Regions from separate parts of the Mus musculus genome. Here regions 1, 2, 4, 5 and 6 are each linked to region 3. The links are chromatin contacts, called in public Hi-C, promoter capture Hi-C and targeted proximity ligation maps. All regions are on one chromosome and are shown on one strand. The core of a region is the stretch at or near the end of the contact, and the rest is flanking DNA. Distances in the headings are between cores, read along the strand shown. Region 1 overlaps Ptar1 (protein prenyltransferase alpha subunit repeat containing 1). Region 2 overlaps Trpm3 (transient receptor potential cation channel, subfamily M, member 3). Region 3 holds the start of Smc5 (structural maintenance of chromosomes 5). Region 4 overlaps C330002G04Rik (a long non-coding RNA gene). Region 5 overlaps Trpm3 (transient receptor potential cation channel, subfamily M, member 3). Region 6 holds the start of Ptar1 (protein prenyltransferase alpha subunit repeat containing 1).

Region 1 (2,893 bases), core at 285-2,784, 430 kb after region 3:
TCTCAGAAGTCTCAGGTCTCTCTCTCTCTCTCACACACACACACACACACACACACACGTCAGTGAAGGCAGTCAGAGCAGGAGCTCACGGAAGGAACCTGGAGGCAGGAACTGAAGCAGAAGAAGTGGAAGAGCACAGCTAGCTTCCTGGCTGCTTCCCATGCCTGCTCAGCCCATTTTCATATATAACTCAGAACCAAGGGTACCACAGCCCACAGGAGGCTGGGCCTCCCATATCAATCACTAATCAAGAAACTGCCCCACAGACTTGCCCATAGACCAGCTTAATGCTGACGGGTTTTTCTCACTTGAGGTACCTCTTCCCAGATGATCCTAGCTTTTGCCATGTTGACAAAATGAAGCAATAGTTTTTAACTTTAATATGGCTCACTCATACCATTCCTGGTTTAGTTTCTCTGGGATGAGACCTAGGGGTTTGCAGACAGATGACGCCTATGTGGTGACTTGAGACAGCCCCAAATCCCCCTGCCTCCTGCACTTGAGATCACAGGCTCCTGCCTGCTGTGGCCTGATCTCTATGTAGGTTCTGGGGATCACACTCACACAGGAAGCACTTTGCTCACTGAGCCGTTCACCTCGGCCTCTCTGTTTGGTTGTCTGTTCTTTAATACTTCTTGGTGATTCACCATGAATTTTACTGAGAGCCATAAGGAACGCTTGAATAGAGAAGTGACGGTTTTCTTCTCTGTTACAGGAAAGAGCTCATCCTCTCTGGCACTTTAAGTCCAATTAAGGATCTGCATCTGGGAAAACTGGCCTTAACTAAGTTTCCTAAGAGTCCAGAGACATGGATTCACAGGTGTGTTGATAGTGTTCTATTCCTGTTCAGTATGTAAGATCATAGCTTACGATTATGTGTTTGTTCAGAATCTGAATTCTAGAGTCACATTGTATATATACATTTGATTCTAAGAATTATCACTTGCTACCTGAGTGCCATGGTAGCAAGTCCTTCCAAGTCTGAGTCTTCATATTCACAAAACATGACCAATACTTATACTTGTCTCATAGAATTCATAGTTCAGTGCTCTTAAAATCCTGCATACAAGCACTGCTACAATGTCTGGCACATAGTAAGTGCTCACTAATGCTGGCTGCTTTCAGCCATCTGTAACAGTTTTGGAGATTGCATTTAGATACTTAGCTATAATACATGGGCTTGTGTAAATGAATTATATATTCTAGCTAGTTCGTAAGACACAAAATCCTGGTATTTTATTTATAAGCTGTAAGCCTAGATTTGGTAGATTCTATGCTGTTCTCACCTGTAGCCAAACCACAGGCCTCTTGCTACTTGCTGTTTGAGTCTAGTCCAGGCTGGTTTGCTCCATCAGCCTGTGCTAAGGGGGCATTTCTCTCAGCCACATGCTCCTGGTCCATCCCGTCTAATGCAGACCTCCTGCTCTGTCCATCTTCTCTCCCCTTCTCCCCATGGTCTTTCCCAGGACCCCTCATTTGGTTTCTCAGGCCCTGCCTCTCTCTGCTGCCCAGTCACAGGCTCCAGCCTTCTGTTCACAGCGGCTTTACATTTCGGAGCAAGGTCTACATAACAAAGGCCACTGGATGTGAGGACCTGCCTGTCTGGATGGCAACCAGATCTTTAGATTTTAGAATTTAGGATTTATATACCCAGCAACAGACCAACTCCCTATAAGCTTGTGGTCCTGGTAGGCATGGTGGTCTAGTGGTTGAGATGATTAAAGGTAAATTTTAAAGAAGCTAAAGGTAACTGATTGATGTTTGGAGTAAGTGAAAAGCTATTAAAAACATAAATGCAAAGAGTGTCTTTAGGGTGGGAATCTGAGACAGCCAGAATACAACTAAAGACTCTGAAAATTCTGTTATTGGAAAACATGCTTTTCTGAGGTCTCATGTAACTCCTCTCCCTTCGCTAAACTACACCAGTGTGGCCTGCTGGTCTGAAGAAGTTATTCTCCGTCACTTTGTCCTCCTTACACCTCAAGCATTTCTGTCATGAACACTGTTGGGTTTTTGAGCAGGTTTGAGGCATCAGGGCTAAAACCTTGGGCTAGCACTGTGAGTGGGCTCTTATCAAACCAGTTAGTTGTATTTTCTTCCTTACCAAAATTGGCATGGTATGCCTCAGAGAGTCGTATGCTAGTGTTGGGGGAGGGAGGTGAAGGGTCGGCCGGTGCCAGAAGGAAACGATGAACACACATCTCAGTTACTGGGGAGGAGATCTGTAATTTAAAACCAAAACTGTTCTGTTGTGAAACTTCATTGTTTAACAATGAAATGAATTTTCTTACTCGTTTTTTTGTACCTACGGGTTTGAAATTTTTCAGTCTGAAAGTATGCTTCCATAAAATTATAAAGTGGTTTGAAACCTTTTCTATTGCTTTTGACTGAAATGTATGCTGATGCAAAATATACATAGACAAGAGGAAAATCTGTGGCTGAGGAAATTGCCAACCTTGATGCTTCAATATATTTTATGTTTTCCACATTTTATGCTGATTTATAGAAATTTTGCTTAATGACAGCTATCAAAACAGAGCCCTTTGTTTGCAAACAAATGCAGGAGAGGCGTGCACACATAGCTGGCACATGAGTTAGCTGCCTCCTCCCAGTGCCCTCAGCCATGTGCCCAGCCTACCACACACACACACACACACACACACACACACGCACGCACGCACGCACGCACATGCAGGCACATATTTCTTGGTCAAGTAGAGTTTGGAAGTTGGCATTTTGGAACTGATGACTTCTTTTTGATGGATTTTAAGTTTTAGACAAGCTTCCCTTTCCTGTCTGTAATTCTCATGTCTCCCTTCTGACCCACACTGGTTTTGTTTGTTTGTTTGTTTTAAGTTTAGAAACAATGTATTTTTATAGAAAAACAAGAGGC
Region 2 (2,700 bases), core at 61-2,560, 390 kb before region 3:
GTGAACTCACATATATGATTCCATTTTGGTCGCAGGGCATCTCTATTAAATAAGATAGGATAATTTTTATTGTTTTCATTTTCTAGCTGGCAGAACAGTGGCTTAGAGAGGTCCTATCTCACCCAACCACAAGATGGACAGCAGAGGATGCAAGATATTCCCACTACCTTCTAGGCTGTACCTGTTCTCAGCCACACAGGCAGCTGCTGAGGGGCCGCATGTGTGGACAACATGCCTATCACAGCAGAACCTTCTGTAGAGACAGAAATGTTATGTGTGCTTCTAGTCACACGTGGCTACTGGGTATTGAAATGCAATCGATGTCGGGCATGGCGACACTCACCTGCTATTCCAACATCGAGGAAGCCAAGCCAGGAATGAGTGCCCCATCCTGTCTTTAAAATAAACAGTAGATAGATGGATGGATGGATGGATAGATAGATAGATAGATAGATAGATAGATAGATAGATAGAAGATAGATCTACAGTGCACAGGAAAACAGACCGTGGCAAAGAAGGATCCCCCTGCGCGCGCGCACAGACACACACACAAAATGTCATTAGTGGAATGGAGTCACACGGCTTGGTTGTGGAGAAGAGGAATCGATGAAGAAGTGACTGGAAGGGTCTTCGTGGCATAACTAACTACTGTGTTTCTCTTGTCTTTTTTTGTTTGTTTGTTTGTTTTTGTTTTGTTTTGTTTTGTTTTGTTTTGTTTTGTTTTGTTTTGTTTTGTTTTTCCGTCCCACTTTATACAGGTGCCAATGCATCCGCCCCAGACCAACTGAGCTTAGCTTTAGCCTGGAACAGAGTTGACATCGCTCGCAGCCAGATCTTTATTTACGGGCAGCAGTGGCCGGTAGAGTATACGTCGTAGTCGTTACCCTTGAAAAGCCACCATGCGCTTGACAAGGGTTTTTAACGGAACCTTTGAAAGTGGATCAGAAATTTGGGCGGGGTTGGGGCGGGGATGGAGGAATCTTCTTTTGCATAGCATAGCTGGGCAGCAGTCTCGTGTTTGGGAACATGCTGTCACCTAGTGGACGATATTGCTAAGCGCACCACTAAAGGTTCCCTGGCTCTTAGCAATTTTTGGACGCATAGCCTATCTTATTATTCAATCTTTAAAGATACAGTTATAAAAAAGTTAAAATTTAGAGGAGTGGAGGGAGGAAGGGAGGGAGGGGAGAGAGAGAGAGAGAGAGAGAGAGAGAGAGAGAGAGAGAGAGAGAGAGAGAGAGAGAGAGAGAGAGAGAGAGAGGATTCGCATGTTTCTGGTTGTCTTTTAGGCGAGCAGAAGGAGGAAGCTGCTGCCACCAAATGGCGGCACGTTCCTGCTGGTTTGCTAATGGGCCAGGCCTCTGTGTACAGGTACCATCTGGTCCTGGTGGTTGAGCGCAGGTCGACCTATCCCAGCACAAGTGAACCAAAGCTTTATATAACTGCCCGTGGCTTTTTTTTTTTCCCCCGTCATTTGGCTGTCAAAAATCATAACTTGGGAAATGGGCCATTGGGTGATGTGCGCACGCATCCACGGGTGGCAGCCCAGCATCAGCTTGGAAGTAAGACTCTCTGAACCTTCCATCCCCAGGAGCTCTGGCCACCACTGAGTACCTGTCCTTATAGAGTTCAAGGATTTCTAATCGGGGAGCGTATTTGTCAAGGAATCTGGACGTTGAAAAAAATGAGAGAACGTGAGAAGAATACAAATCACAGCCAGTCCAGTGCTCCAACCCAGAAAATACATTGTTCTTAAGTTATGTGACGCCAGTTTGCCTCCGGAGTGTCCGTTACTACACACCTGCACACCTGTCCAGGCCTGTTTGGCCCTCAGCTATGTTTTCCTGGGTTCCTATCCTCAAGTCAGCCGGGGCTCTCATTCAGAGCCTAGGAAAGAAGGAAAGGAAGGCAGGAAAGTGTCTAGTGCCACCTGTACAGGCACAGCAGAAAACTAGCCAGAGAATCCATCAGGAGGAAGACCTTGGATCCTGAGGCTCCAGAACAAGAAAGAGATTTAGGAGAGAAAGTAGCTTCTAGACCTGGAGTCCTTGACTTCTGTTTCCCAAGACCTGTGCCTCCAGGACCAGGGGTGCCACCTGGCATCGGAGCACTGGCTCTGTCTGGTTTATCTAGAGACTTGCAGATATCAAGCCTTCTGGGTGAGCCCGGAGGAACTGCGCTTCTCTGACGTGGGCAGGCTAAGTGAATATCTTGAATTGCAGGTAGGGTCCCTGGAGCAAGCCATGCTGGATGCCCTAGTCCTGGACAGAGTGGATTTTGTGAAATTACTCATAGAAAATGGAGTAAGCATGCACCGTTTTCTCACCATCTCCAGACTAGAGGAACTGTACAATACGGTAGGGCCAAGCTAAGATGCCTTTTCATTTCTCTTTCTCTTCTGTTTGTTTCCCTCATCCTGCCTGCCCATACCCCCATGCCTGTGATTCTCTTCCTGTCTCTCCTGTGATGCATGCGTCATTCCTCACTTGCATTCCCTTACACCTGGATAGACGACAGACACCGAGTCACCAAGAACTCACTTGTTCTAACTGCTCAGTTGTCAGCATCTTAGGCAAAAGGTGTCGTGATCACCATAGGGCGTTGTTCTCAGATTCTAACTCAAAACCACAAGCAGGTCTCTGTCAATTGGAACACACGCACTCTGTAAGCCCAGGGAGGTGTTGGTGACAAATAGTGCAA
Region 3 (2,713 bases), core at 76-2,575:
AGGATGATGCTGGAGTTCTTTAGTATAGTAACAGACAAGCCGGAACAATCGTTTCCAACCTCTATTCACCTATGTTCTTACATTCTACCTAAGGTCACTCACGAAACATTACAAACTGGCTTTCAGGCAGTTCCTTCTTTGGGTAATCGTCTTCCCTCCTTTTCTACTTTAGTATCTTCTTCACAAAGCTCTGATGGTTGGGGATGGACTTAGCCTTTTCAGTCTGTGCCTCCCATGAAATCCTGGGTAGATAAGTTACAGCAGATAACCTCATGCTGAGTACAGTTACCTTTCCTGATCAGGATTCAAATTAGCAATTTTGCTATTAGAATCTATACAGACCGGGGCAAAAAAACAATAGCCATGAGTTTATGTCATCAACAAAGACAGGTAGAAACGCAGCGATGTGTAAATAAAACAAACGAACACCTGATACACAACTGCTTGAAAAAAAAATGGTATTGTTATTAAGGGTCTATAAATTATGCAAGCCTACATTTAAGAAAAAATACCTCGAAAAGATAACTCTAAGATGATAAACAGATAATGATATTTCTGGTAACATTTAGAATCTACTCAACTAGTTGGGGTCGGGGCAAGGAAGAAAGGAGGATTGGACGGGGCAAGAATCTGCAAGGAGGTACAAAAACTGGGAACACGATTTTTAATTTCTTTGGTACACTCTAATCTCCAATCAACAACCATTACCATGTCATCTGCCCATTCTGGAAATCGTGTACACTTTTTAAAATTTGCCACTCTGCTGTAACTGTCGAGTTTTGTGAAGTGCACAGGTCCGTGGTAGATCGAGATTCGCAGATTAACAAACTAGAGACCCGGCCCCTTCGTATCTACTGCCTAGAGCCGACGCCTTCCAAAACCACTGGGTGGATAAAAACATCAGGCCACACGCCTACTACAGCCAACACGGCCAGTCTTCGTGGCCTAGGCAGGGAATGCCTCAGGGTTAGCCTGGCACAGGTTCCCCACCGCCGGGCACAGCCCACCGCCCCGGGCCTGCGGGCCGCTTGCTCCCGCCCAGCGCGGCCTGCCGCCACTCACAAGAAGTTCTCCATGGCGATGCGGACGATTGAGCCCTCGACGAAGGTCCCGGACGGCCGCGGCAGCGTCGGCAACGGGTTCGAGTTCTTTCTCTTGCTCGGGACCTCGGAGGAAGCATCTCTCGGGAGAGACCGCTTGGAAACCTGGGGGTTGGGGGGAGCAGCCTTCCCGCTCGGAGTCGCCATCCTGGCTTCCTCCGCGTCCCGCAGCGGCTTCCGTTCCCGGCGAGCCGCAGCCCAGGAGCCTCCGCGCCCGGCTCCCGCGCTAACTGACCCCGCCTGACCCCGCCCCCGCGGCCCCGATGCGCTTGCGCGGTTCCGCCCCGCAAACCCGAGGCCACGCCCCGACCAACGCTCCCCGGTGGCCTCAGAGGTGCGATGTGTGTGTGTGTGTGTCTGTGTGTGTGTGTGTGTGTGTATGTGTCTCTGTGTGTGTCTCTGTGTGTGTCTCTGTGTGTTTCTCGTGTGTGTGTGTGTGTGTGTGTGTGTGTGTGTGTGTGTGTGTGTGTGTGTGTGTGTGTGTGTGTTACTACTTTGCAACGGTCCCTCCCAGAACTCCAGGCTTCATCTGTCTTATGTTCTACATTGCAGTTTCCTTCCCTGGTGCTCAAATGAACTCCAAAGAAAAGATGCCTGTTGACTGTGCCTGTTGTTGGAAGCATGGCACTAACAACCATCTGATGCTCTCAAGATTGTGAAGAGTGTATTAATTACTTGCCCACTCACACTTCCTAGTCCTTTTATTGTATAATTTATTTATTTTTATTTTATGTGCATTGATGTTTTGCCTGCATGTATGTATGTCTGTGTGAGGGTGTCAGATCTCGGAGTTACAGACAGTGGAACCCAGGTCCTCTAGAATAGCAGTCCGTTCTCTTAACCACTGGGCCATCATGCTATCTCCCAGCACATACATTTATTTATTTATTTGAGACAGACTCTTTATATAGCTCTAGATGGACTACTACTCACTAGAGAGCCCAGGCTGGTCTTGAACTTTTACTACTTCTGCTTCCTTAGTGCAGCCACCAGTTCCAGTGCAGCCACCAGATGGCCTCTCCCTTCAGGGTTTCTTTTTTCTTTTCTTTCTTTCTTTTATTTAATTAAGCATTTCACTTATTTACAACCCAAATGTTGTCTCTCTCCCCCCCCCAGAGTTCTTCCCCCCCCCCCCCATCGCTCCTCCTCTTTGACTCTGAGAGGGTGCCTCTCCCTTGGTATCCCCCCTCCCTGGGGCATCCAGTCTCTGCAGGACTAAGCACATCCTCTTCCACTAAGGCCAGACAAGGCTGCTCTCTGCTACATATGTGCTGGTGGCCTTGGACCAGCCCATGTATGTTCTTTGGTTGGTGGCTTATTCTCTGGGAGCTCCTAGGGGTTCAGGTTAGTTGATATTGTTGGTCTACCTATGGGGTTACCATCCCCTTCGCTTTCTTCAATCCTTCCTTTAAATCTTCCATAGGGGTCCTTTCAGGGTCTTTAAATTCCCTGCTTCTTTAGGAATGGCTCTACCTCCCTGTGCCCATGTTCATCTCATTAGCCCTTTCAAAGATTATGCCCCTGAAGCCCATAGGCAACATTCACCCAACCAATAATAACCGGCCAGAGACTAGGGTAATGGGGAAATAAAGATAAACCATTAAATAGTTTTA
Region 4 (2,700 bases), core at 177-2,676, 270 kb before region 3:
TCTCTATAAAGTCCTGACTGTCCTGGAACTCCCTATGTAGTCCAGGCTGCCCTCAAACTCACAGAAATCTGCCTGACTCTGCTGGAATTAAAGGTGCACACCACCACATCTGGCGTACCTTGCTTATTTAGTGAACACAACCATACCCTATTCTATAATGTGTTTTCCCTAGTTCACAAAGAAATCTGATCTCTGGGGTCCTTGTGTCAGCTCTGCCAAGGGATCTATTTTGCTAAACAAGAGGTATCTGAGCTAGGTACAGAGGATGAATAGATGGAGGGATGACGTATGTTAACACACATAGGCACAAGCATATGTGCACACATATGTGCATGTGTGTGTGTGTGAGAGTGTGTGTACAAATACAATATTGCTTTATTTTTCTTTTTTGCTTTCTTTTTCATTGTTTTTGAGCCAAGGGTCTTACTCTGCAACTCTGGCTGGCCCCAAACTTACAGTACCCATTCTGCCTCATTTTCTCAAGTGCTGAGATTCCAAACATGAGCCACATTGCCTAACATCATCAATAACTTCTTTTCCTCAGAGTTCATATCTAGCCCAAGCAAAAGAAGACAACTGGTTGTCCTGTTGTAGGCTTTCAACCAGAGCTGTCTCTGCTCTCTGGGCTTCTATGCTAATGGTGGAAGCTCCTGGTGGTTCAGTTTTATTCAATCAATTTTACTGGGCCATTAGCTCAGTCTGCAGTGGACGAAAAGCAGGTCAGCTCTATCATGTTAGACAGACACTTTAAAAAAAAAAATTTTAAAAAACCAGTCTGATCTCTTTTCTAACCCATTCTCTCAATTTCTCTGCTGGCTACAAGCACTTACAGGTTGGACTATGCTCATGAATCCTAAATTTCTTGATTTATATTCATTTATTGGGATGTGCAGGAAGCTAGGAACAGTAAGGGGATACACAAGAGGTAAGGTTTGTACAACTGTTTAAAGGGGATCACAGAATAACTAAAGCTCATCTACTGTCACCAGAGGAAGGATCTGGGAGACCCAGATTAAGGCCTAACAGGACCCCACGCAGGCTGTCAAATGGAAAGCAGAGTCACCTGGAGCCTCTGTCTGCAGAGGAGCCCCACCTGACAGCTGTCTGCAGCGGAGACGCTCACGGCTCTCTGCAGCTGCTCACAAACACACCAAAGTCGACACAGCCCAACCTGAATTAAGCAAGTCGAGCTGTTCGTGATGCAGACAGTGGGAACAGTTTGCACCTTCCAGCTCTCCTGGGAAACAGTGGCTGCAACGGTAAAGCTGTGCCTGCAAATGGGAGCCTGGTAGTCACTCACGATTGCCTGGAAATCTGTCTCCTGCTCCACCATCTGAAAAGACTGTCTGCTAATAGGAGTGCCACCCATATAAAAGCAAGCAGCCCTGCCTGTGATGGCTCAGTGGGGTTGACACATTGCTCTCTTTCACAATGGGTGCTCTCAGTGAACTGGATTCACGTGCTGTTTTTCAAATCACAAGCTGCTGATCCACATGCAGAACTGTCATGTCTTAGTCATTTGTTCCCTCTATTTCTTTTATTTATTTGCATGCATATGGATATTTTGCCTGCATGCACATCTATGTACCACGTTTACACATGGTGCCTATGGACTGCAAAAAAAAGTATGTTAGATTGCCTGGAACTGGAGTTACAGAAGATGGTTTGTGAACTGCCATGTGGATATTAGGAATCAAACCCAGGTTGTCTGGAAGAGCATCCAGTGCTCTTAACCTCTGAGCCATTTCTCCAGCCCCTCTATTTCTAATTATGAAGTTGCTGAGCACACATAAACACAGAAAGAATATGAAAGTGAACATCTAGTTGGGCAATGGTGGCACACACCTTTAATCCCAGCACTCAGGAAGCAGAGGCAGGGGGATTTCTGAGTTCAAGGCCAGCCTGGTCTACAGAGTGACTTCCAGGACAGCCAGGGCTACACAGAGAAACCCTGTCTCAAAAAAAAAAAAGAAGAAGAAGAAGAAGAAAGTGAACATTTATAAACCTTCCATATTTACAATTATCAACATTTTGCTGTTTGCTTCCACCATCTCTATCTAAATTTCTTTCTAAAGCCATGTTAATCAAAGCTCTTCACTTCTGTAGACTTTAGTATCTTTCACCCAAGAATGATACCTCTCCTCTATGATGCTGTACTGTTATCATGCATAAGGAAGCAATAGCCATCCCAATGTCATCTAACATATAGTCCAAGTGAAATTTCATAGTTGTTTCTGAATTCATTTTTGTGACTATTTTTATTTTCTAAGCCAGTACATTTGATTGCCACAGCTCTTTAGCCTTTTAGACAACAGCTGCTCCCACAGGACACTCTTAATTCTCATGAAATTGAGTTTTCAAAAAATTGCAGGTCAACGATCTTGTTGACTGTCTCACATTCTGAACTCACATGGTTATTACCCAATATCTTGGTCTTATTTTCTAGTTTCTATATGTCCTATAATCTGGTGGTTAGACACACTTGGGTTAAACATGTTTGATAAAGATAGGGCTATCACTCAGTGGTAGAATGCATGTGTAGCATACACAAAACCTTGTGTTCAAAGCCTAGGGCCACAGTGGGGGAAAAAAGGAAGGAAGGGAGGAAGGGAGGGAGGAAGAAAGGAAGAGAGGAAGGGAGGAAGGGAGGAAGGGAGGAAGGGAGGGATGGACGAAGAGAAGGAGGCAGGAAGGAAGGAA
Region 5 (2,808 bases), core at 115-2,614, 330 kb before region 3:
ATATGGCCCATGGTTCAAGATGAGTTCTGTATAGAAGGCACCAGCAGTTTCAGGTCAAATATGGGATTTTCAGTCTTTGCCTTAGTGACATCCTCAATTCTGATGGATAACTATTTCTTGATCTGGGCTGTAGTAACACTGGACATATTTGCTCTGTGTGTCCTCCTGTGTGGACAGTAAATCTTACCATCAACTACAGGAGAGAACACAGGGAACATCCTGCTACCCTAGTTTGAATGGGTCTATTCACTGATACTGAACATTTCCGTGTGTCAGGCTCTTTGCCAGAAGCTGGGGGTTGGGGGGGGGGGGGGTTACTTCATTGCCTTTGAAGAACAGTTAATGGGAGGATTGGCACATCAACAGAACATTACAAATTGGTGGGATTTATTTTCTATAGAGGTGACTTATAAGGAATTCACTCACAAGAAAGAAGAGTACAGTTTAATTTAGCAGTAGCTCGGGGAGCCACAACAAAGCAGAGAGGCAGAGAAAGCAAGGGAGGTCGGAGGCATTTGCCTTGGTGATAAAGAGTTAAACTGAATTGTGAATGGAATTAGGAGTTTTTCAGACAGATAAACCATTCTAATGAAAGGATGATCATGTCCGAAGTCAAAGACAGATGACAAAGCATGTCGGGTGTTCACAGATGGGGCTGGAAAGAACAAAGACAGGAGATCTCCTTCCTGTGCCAGCCAGGAGCTAATCCCCAGGTTAGTTCCACATAGGAGGCGAGGCGCTCTCAGGCCACCTGAGCCTGCCCTGGTTTGCCCTTGTTTTCTTCTGGCCTTTTATGTGGCCTCTGGCTGCACTGTCTGAGGTTTTTAAGGGAGGAGCTGGGACCAGCATCTGTATCCATCTCGTCTACTAATTCTTGGAAGAATGAATAGGGAAGAGGTTAGAAAGACAGATTGTTAGCAAACACATTACATGCCAAGCTAAGAAAGTTGGTTTCTTTCACAGTTCATCTTGTCTGGAGCCCCTTTCTAAGTGAGATCTCTAACTTAAGAAACTCAACTGTGAGAGAGGGCAGAGGGGGACAGAGAGACCACCGGCTAGAAAATACACCACTCCCATGCTCGCTTCAGAGAAACCAGAGAAGGCAGAAAAAAAAATATTCTTTGTTCCAAATCTCCCGTAACCAAGGAACAGCAAACTTCCCTTCGAAGAGCCAGGATCCCCTGACCAGGTTAAACCTGCAGACTCATCTCCCCTTAGTGTAACGCATTTGCCTGTTTGGTCTTAACTCTCCAAATAGCTGAAATCAGCATCCAGAAAGGGGGAGCTGGAAGCAGGACAGGAAATGCTGCAGCAGATGGCTCCGCCTGGGTGAAGTAGGCTTTGAGCAGCCAGAGGGCAGCATGAGGCAACTGTGTGACTGCAGGGCAGGGAGCAGGGCCCAGGCACGGTGTGGTAAAAGGACTGTGCCTACATGGTGGTTCTGCCAAGCACCTTGGCAGACATCCTGCTTTCTCCAAACACCATCCTAATGCTGCCTACACTATTTTGCTAATGCCTGTTTTAAGTATCGGGATTACTTGAAGCTCCAAAGCCCTAGGCCCCCAGTTCTCCGCCCCCCAGACCAGCATTGCCAGTTCAATCTGTGTTCTTCTCCCCACTTCCTCTCCTTTGATCCTACAGAAGTCTACAAAGTAAGGGAAGGAAGAAGAACCAATGTGTGCATGCATCTTCCTCCTTCTCTGTTCCTCTCCATCCCTCTCTTCCTGCCCTCTTTCCCCTCTGCCTCCCTCTTCACATTTTGCTTTTTCATTCTTAGTACATCCTTTTCCAGCCTACAAATGCACCAGACACGTATCACACAAGAAGCCTGAAGGTCAAAAAGGTCTTGGGACAACCACAAGAAGCTGGAATGCATCCAAAGAGGCTTTCTTGTGGCCGAAGGAAAATCTGCCAGGATCTGGAATGATACAATAACTCTCTCTTATGTTCAAGGTTGTAAGTTTGGTCCCCAACACTGCCAAATAGATGATGATGACGATGATGACGATGACGATGATGACGACGACGACGATGACAATAACCCCCCCCCCCCAAAGTACAAACCCATTACATTGATCCTCAACCAAGGACAATGTCACCACTTACCCTTACCAGAAAGGAGATATTCGATCTTAAATTTTTTTTTTGTTTTCTTTTCTTTTCTTTTATGGGATTTTTTTTATTTACATTTAAAATGTTATCCCCTTTCCCAATTTCCTCTACAGAAACCTCCTATACCGTCCCCCTTCCCCTGCTTCTATGAGGGTGATCCTCCACCCACCCACTCCTGTCTCCTCACCCTCGCATTCTCCTACTCTGCGGCATCGAGCCTTTACAGGTCCAAGGGCCTCTCGTCTCAGTGATGACCAACAAGGCCATCCTCTGTTACATATGCGGCTGGAGCCATGGGTTGTTCCATATGTACACTTTAGTTGGTGTTTTAGTCCCTGGGAGCTCTGGAGGATCTGGTTAGTTGATATTGTTGTTCTTCCTGAGATTGCAATCCCCTCCAGCTCCTTCAGTCCTTTCTCTAAGTCCTCCACTGGGGACCCCGTGCTCAGTCCAATGGTTGGCTGCAAGCATCTGCTTCTGTATTTGTCAGGCTCTGAAAGAGCCCCTCAGGAGACAGCTATACCAGGCTCCTGTCAGCAAGCACTTCATGGCATCTGCAATAGTGTCTGGGTTTGGTGACTGTATATGGAATGGATCCCCGGGTGGGGCAGTCTCTGGATGGCCTTTCCTTCAGTCTCTGCTCCACACTTTGTCTCTGTATTTCCTCTTGTGAGTATTTTGTTCCCCCTTCTAAGA
Region 6 (2,912 bases), core at 75-2,574, 410 kb after region 3:
CATCTTTTGGGTATATGCCCAAGAGTGGTATAGCTGGGTCTTTAGGTAGACCTATTTCCAATTTTCCGAGGAACCTCCAGTAGCATATTACTTTTTAAAAAAATGTAAAAGATGTGTGTGCGTGTATGTTCCCACAGAAGCCAGAAGAGGATGTTGGATCATCTGGAGCTGGGGTTACAGGTGGTTGTGGTTGCTAAAAACAAGTGTACTTCATTGCTAAGCCATCTCTCCAGCCCCTGGTATCACTCTTCGACAGGACTCTTGAACTTGCTCTTGGTCTAGGGATGCAACACACCCCATTTGTCTCACTGCTTCTCCCAGAGCTTGTCAGAGTCTTTTAGGGTCTTAATCAGGTCTGTTTTGCTTTCCACAAGTTTGTAGACTGTCTCTTGTTTCTTCACCAGGATCAGGACCAACCACAGTTTGCTTTTCAGAGATCCAAGTTTCAAATAGCCCAGCCAAAGATAACCTTGAATGTCACCTCCTGTTTTTACCTCCCAAGATCACAGCCACGCACTACCTTGCCAGGGCCAAAAACCAAAAATTAAAAAGATACAGACTTCAAGCATCAGAGAAGGAGGAAGAGGAGGAGGAGGACGGGGAGGAGGAGGAGGAGGAGGAGGGAGAGGAGGAGGAGGAGGAGGAGGAGGAGGAGGAGGAGACACCATCACCAGTTAGAGGCAGTCAGAACTTTGTACTTAGAAGGGACAAATAAACCTGATATATAAAAATAAAAATTTTAATTACAACACTTTTAAAATCCAAATGGAACAGAGCAATCTTATAATTTGTGGAGCAAGAGAGGTCAGGAACAATTGTCAAAGCCTTTATTTTATTTTATACTCCAAATTAACGTAGTGATCACGAAATGTATCAAAAATGCTAAAAGTACAGAAGTACAGTGGGTTACTTTTGTTTTTAACCTTATCCCCGAGATCTGAAGGGTTCTTTCTCCTGTACTTTCTTTCCTTTGCTTACTACATTACAAGATCTAACTAAACGCGCTACTTTACACTTCATGCATAAAGTAGCACAGGCGTGCAAAAGGAGGTCAGCAACCCGCCTCCTCCCCGGGTGGGCCGGTGAAGCGGGCCTGGTGCAGCCATCCGGAGGTCCCTGGGTAAAGGCCACTCTGGGACACGGCTGCTCGGAGAAGTGCGGGGGAAGCCTCCTTCCTCCACGCCTAGTGAACCAAAACTCCACCAAAAGCCACCGAGCTCGAAGAGCCGGCCCAACCCAGCGGTGCTGCGGCCCTCCCTGACCCGGAAGTGCTCGGCGGCCTCGGCGAGAACGCGCCTGAGCCAGCGCGCGCGCGCGCCCCCGCGGAACTCCCGCCGGCGGCTGGGCTCTGCCGGAGGCGCGCCCGATCGCGGCGGCCGCCAACATGGCCGAGTCGAACGAGGAGGTGGCGGTGCTGGTGCAGAGGGTGGTGAAGGACATCACCAACGCCTTCCGAAGGAACCCGCACATGTGAGTGGCGCGCCCTGCGCCGCCGGGGTCGTCGGGGGCGGCTCGGGGCCGCGCTCTAGTCCACTCGCCGGGGCCGCTCGGGGCCCACGCGCGCTTCCGACAGGCGGAGCGCGGCTGGGACTGTCGCGCCGAGCCGGCTGGCCGTTACCAAGACGCGTGGCGGGGCAGTGCCGGGGAGCGACCTCCGAGAGCCACGTCGGAGCGTGGAGTTTTCTGCCCTGCGCGACGCGTCCCGGGAGTTGTGGCAACTCTTCTCCCCGCCGCCCTCCGCCGGGATGCGCTTGCCCCGCGGGCCACTACCGTGGGTCTCTGTGTCTTGGAGGCGACTCTCGGTTGCATCCAGTGCGTGGCTATAGAGGATTATCCACCCCATCATACTCCCTACAGCCCCCTTTCGGGTTAACTAAAGGTGATTGGAAGCTGCCTTTGACTTTTCGACTCGCTTGTCACAAAATTGCAAAGCGAGTCGGATGTAACAATTTTTGAAGGTGACCTGAGTGGATCTTATAAAGCTGTTGCAAACTGGATACTTTTTTTTTATTAGTAGCGCGTCCGAAGTTACAGACGAGCATCTTAAGGCATTCTTACCTAGCATTGTTGCCTTCTAAAAGTTCACTCCTGAACTGATACATATATTATCTCTTTCTCCTCCCTTTCCATTTTATTTGTTACTCTCTAGGAAGATACTCTTAAGATTGTATTTTTCTTTTCCTGATACTCTCCCTTTAACGAATGGAAAGGAAGCTACTAAAGAGTTACCTACATCAGTATACAAAAGAATAAGAAGCCAGAATGTAGCCCATTCCTGGGGAAACAAACATGAAGTCCGGTTTTGTATTATTTTCTCATTGGTTATACAATTTATTTTTAATATTTTAATTTTTTTTACTAAAACACATGAATTATTTTTACGCATTCTAGCCTCCTTAGCTTTTCCACTAAATGAAAGGCCAAACACTTTAATCAAGTGTTCTTTTCCTCCAAGATGATCTCAGAAAAGAATTTAGAAGTCCTCAGATGGCCTGCTTTCTTCTCTCAATTAAGGACTTAAAACTGTACTTCCTTCAAGACAAAAGACTACTGGCCTCTAAACATACCTGCCAGCCCCGACAGCCCCTAAGTCGTCCTCCTTTCCTCTTTTGACTGCTGACTTTTTTCCCCAATGAGTGTTTGGAGTGATTTCCTGGCAGTAGCCATAGTGGCTGCTGGGCCTTTTAAGGAATGCTTTGATGTCTTGTGTGTCTGTCTTTGAGGCCCTTTTTGAGAATTCCAGCTGCAGAGCAAGTAAAAGACACATCCTTTGGGGGGGGGGGGGAAGCTGGGCAAGTGAGAAGGTTCATTTTTTAATCACTGGTGTCATTTTCTAAAACATTGTAACAAAGGTTAGACATTTAATATCGTGATCACTCCAGTTTCTCATCTTTGAGGTGGACAAAAAATAC

Evidence for each region. Promoter capture Hi-C pulls out the DNA fragments that hold promoters and counts their contacts. A called contact is a pair of places that touch in the nucleus more often than the background predicts.
Region 1: a targeted proximity ligation map of embryonic stem cells shows a contact between it and region 3, with 6 times the contacts expected there. A contact is called at or near these places in 8 of 39 promoter capture datasets (the 3T3-L1 cell line, the C10 cell line, the HPC-7 cell line and 4 more) and 3 of 130 datasets of targeted methods (embryonic stem cells and forebrain).
Region 2: a promoter capture Hi-C map of hippocampal neurons shows a contact between it and region 3, with 2.8 times the contacts expected there. A contact is called at or near these places in 3 of 39 promoter capture datasets (embryonic stem cells, hippocampal neurons and stem cell-derived epiblast-like cells), 1 of 130 datasets of targeted methods (pancreatic cancer cells) and 1 of 9 other capture datasets (liver).
Region 4: a contact with region 3 is called in a promoter capture Hi-C map of hippocampal neurons, with 2.5 times the contacts expected there. A contact is called at or near these places in 9 of 39 promoter capture datasets (the C10 cell line, embryonic stem cells, hippocampal neurons and 4 more) and 2 of 130 datasets of targeted methods (both in embryonic stem cells).
Region 5: a targeted proximity ligation map of stem cell-derived neural progenitor cells shows a contact between it and region 3, with 2.0 times the contacts expected there. A contact is called at or near these places in 7 of 39 promoter capture datasets (3T3-L1-derived adipocytes, the C10 cell line, embryonic stem cells and 3 more), 1 of 484 Hi-C or Micro-C datasets (nephron progenitors), 1 of 130 datasets of targeted methods (stem cell-derived neural progenitor cells) and 2 of 9 other capture datasets (adipose tissue and liver).
Region 6: a Hi-C map of CD8 T cells shows a contact between it and region 3, with 6 times the contacts expected there. A contact is called at or near these places in 11 of 39 promoter capture datasets (the 3T3-L1 cell line, the C10 cell line, the HPC-7 cell line and 5 more), 10 of 484 Hi-C or Micro-C datasets (CD4 T cells, CD8 T cells, LSK cells and 6 more), 9 of 130 datasets of targeted methods (CD8 T cells, the SCID.adh cell line, effector CD8 T cells and 4 more) and 1 of 9 other capture datasets (adipose tissue).

The regions. Positions count from the first base shown.
Region 1 is chr19:23,704,992-23,707,884 of GRCm38.p6, forward strand. It overlaps Ptar1 (protein prenyltransferase alpha subunit repeat containing 1), which reads left to right. Exons shown (of 7, transcript NM_028208.1): 4 at 716-820. Among named protein-coding and RNA genes, the nearest start is that of Ptar1, 19 kb to the left of the region's middle.
Region 2 is chr19:22,883,126-22,885,825 of GRCm38.p6, forward strand. It overlaps Trpm3 (transient receptor potential cation channel, subfamily M, member 3), which reads left to right. Exons shown (of 26, transcript NM_001362491.1): 10 at 759-859; 11 at 2,223-2,357. Among named protein-coding and RNA genes, the nearest start is that of Gm52388, 42 kb to the right of the region's middle.
Region 3 is chr19:23,272,572-23,275,284 of GRCm38.p6, forward strand. It overlaps Smc5 (structural maintenance of chromosomes 5), which reads right to left and starts at 1,326. Exons shown (of 25, transcript NM_001252684.1): 1 at 1,063-1,326. The coding sequence starts at 1,247. Gm33950 (a long non-coding RNA gene) reads left to right here and starts at 1,337. Exons shown (of 2, transcript XR_386613.2): 1 at 1,337-1,434; 2 at 1,653-1,788.
Region 4 is chr19:23,002,820-23,005,519 of GRCm38.p6, forward strand. All of the region lies in intron 5 of C330002G04Rik (a long non-coding RNA gene), which reads right to left. Among named protein-coding and RNA genes, the nearest start is that of C330002G04Rik, 72 kb to the right of the region's middle.
Region 5 is chr19:22,939,312-22,942,119 of GRCm38.p6, forward strand. The region is part of intron 22 of Trpm3 (transient receptor potential cation channel, subfamily M, member 3); the gene reads left to right. Among named protein-coding and RNA genes, the nearest start is that of Gm52388, 14 kb to the left of the region's middle.
Region 6 is chr19:23,686,076-23,688,987 of GRCm38.p6, forward strand. It overlaps Ptar1 (protein prenyltransferase alpha subunit repeat containing 1), which reads left to right and starts at 1,325. Exons shown (of 7, transcript NM_028208.1): 1 at 1,325-1,470. The coding sequence starts at 1,385.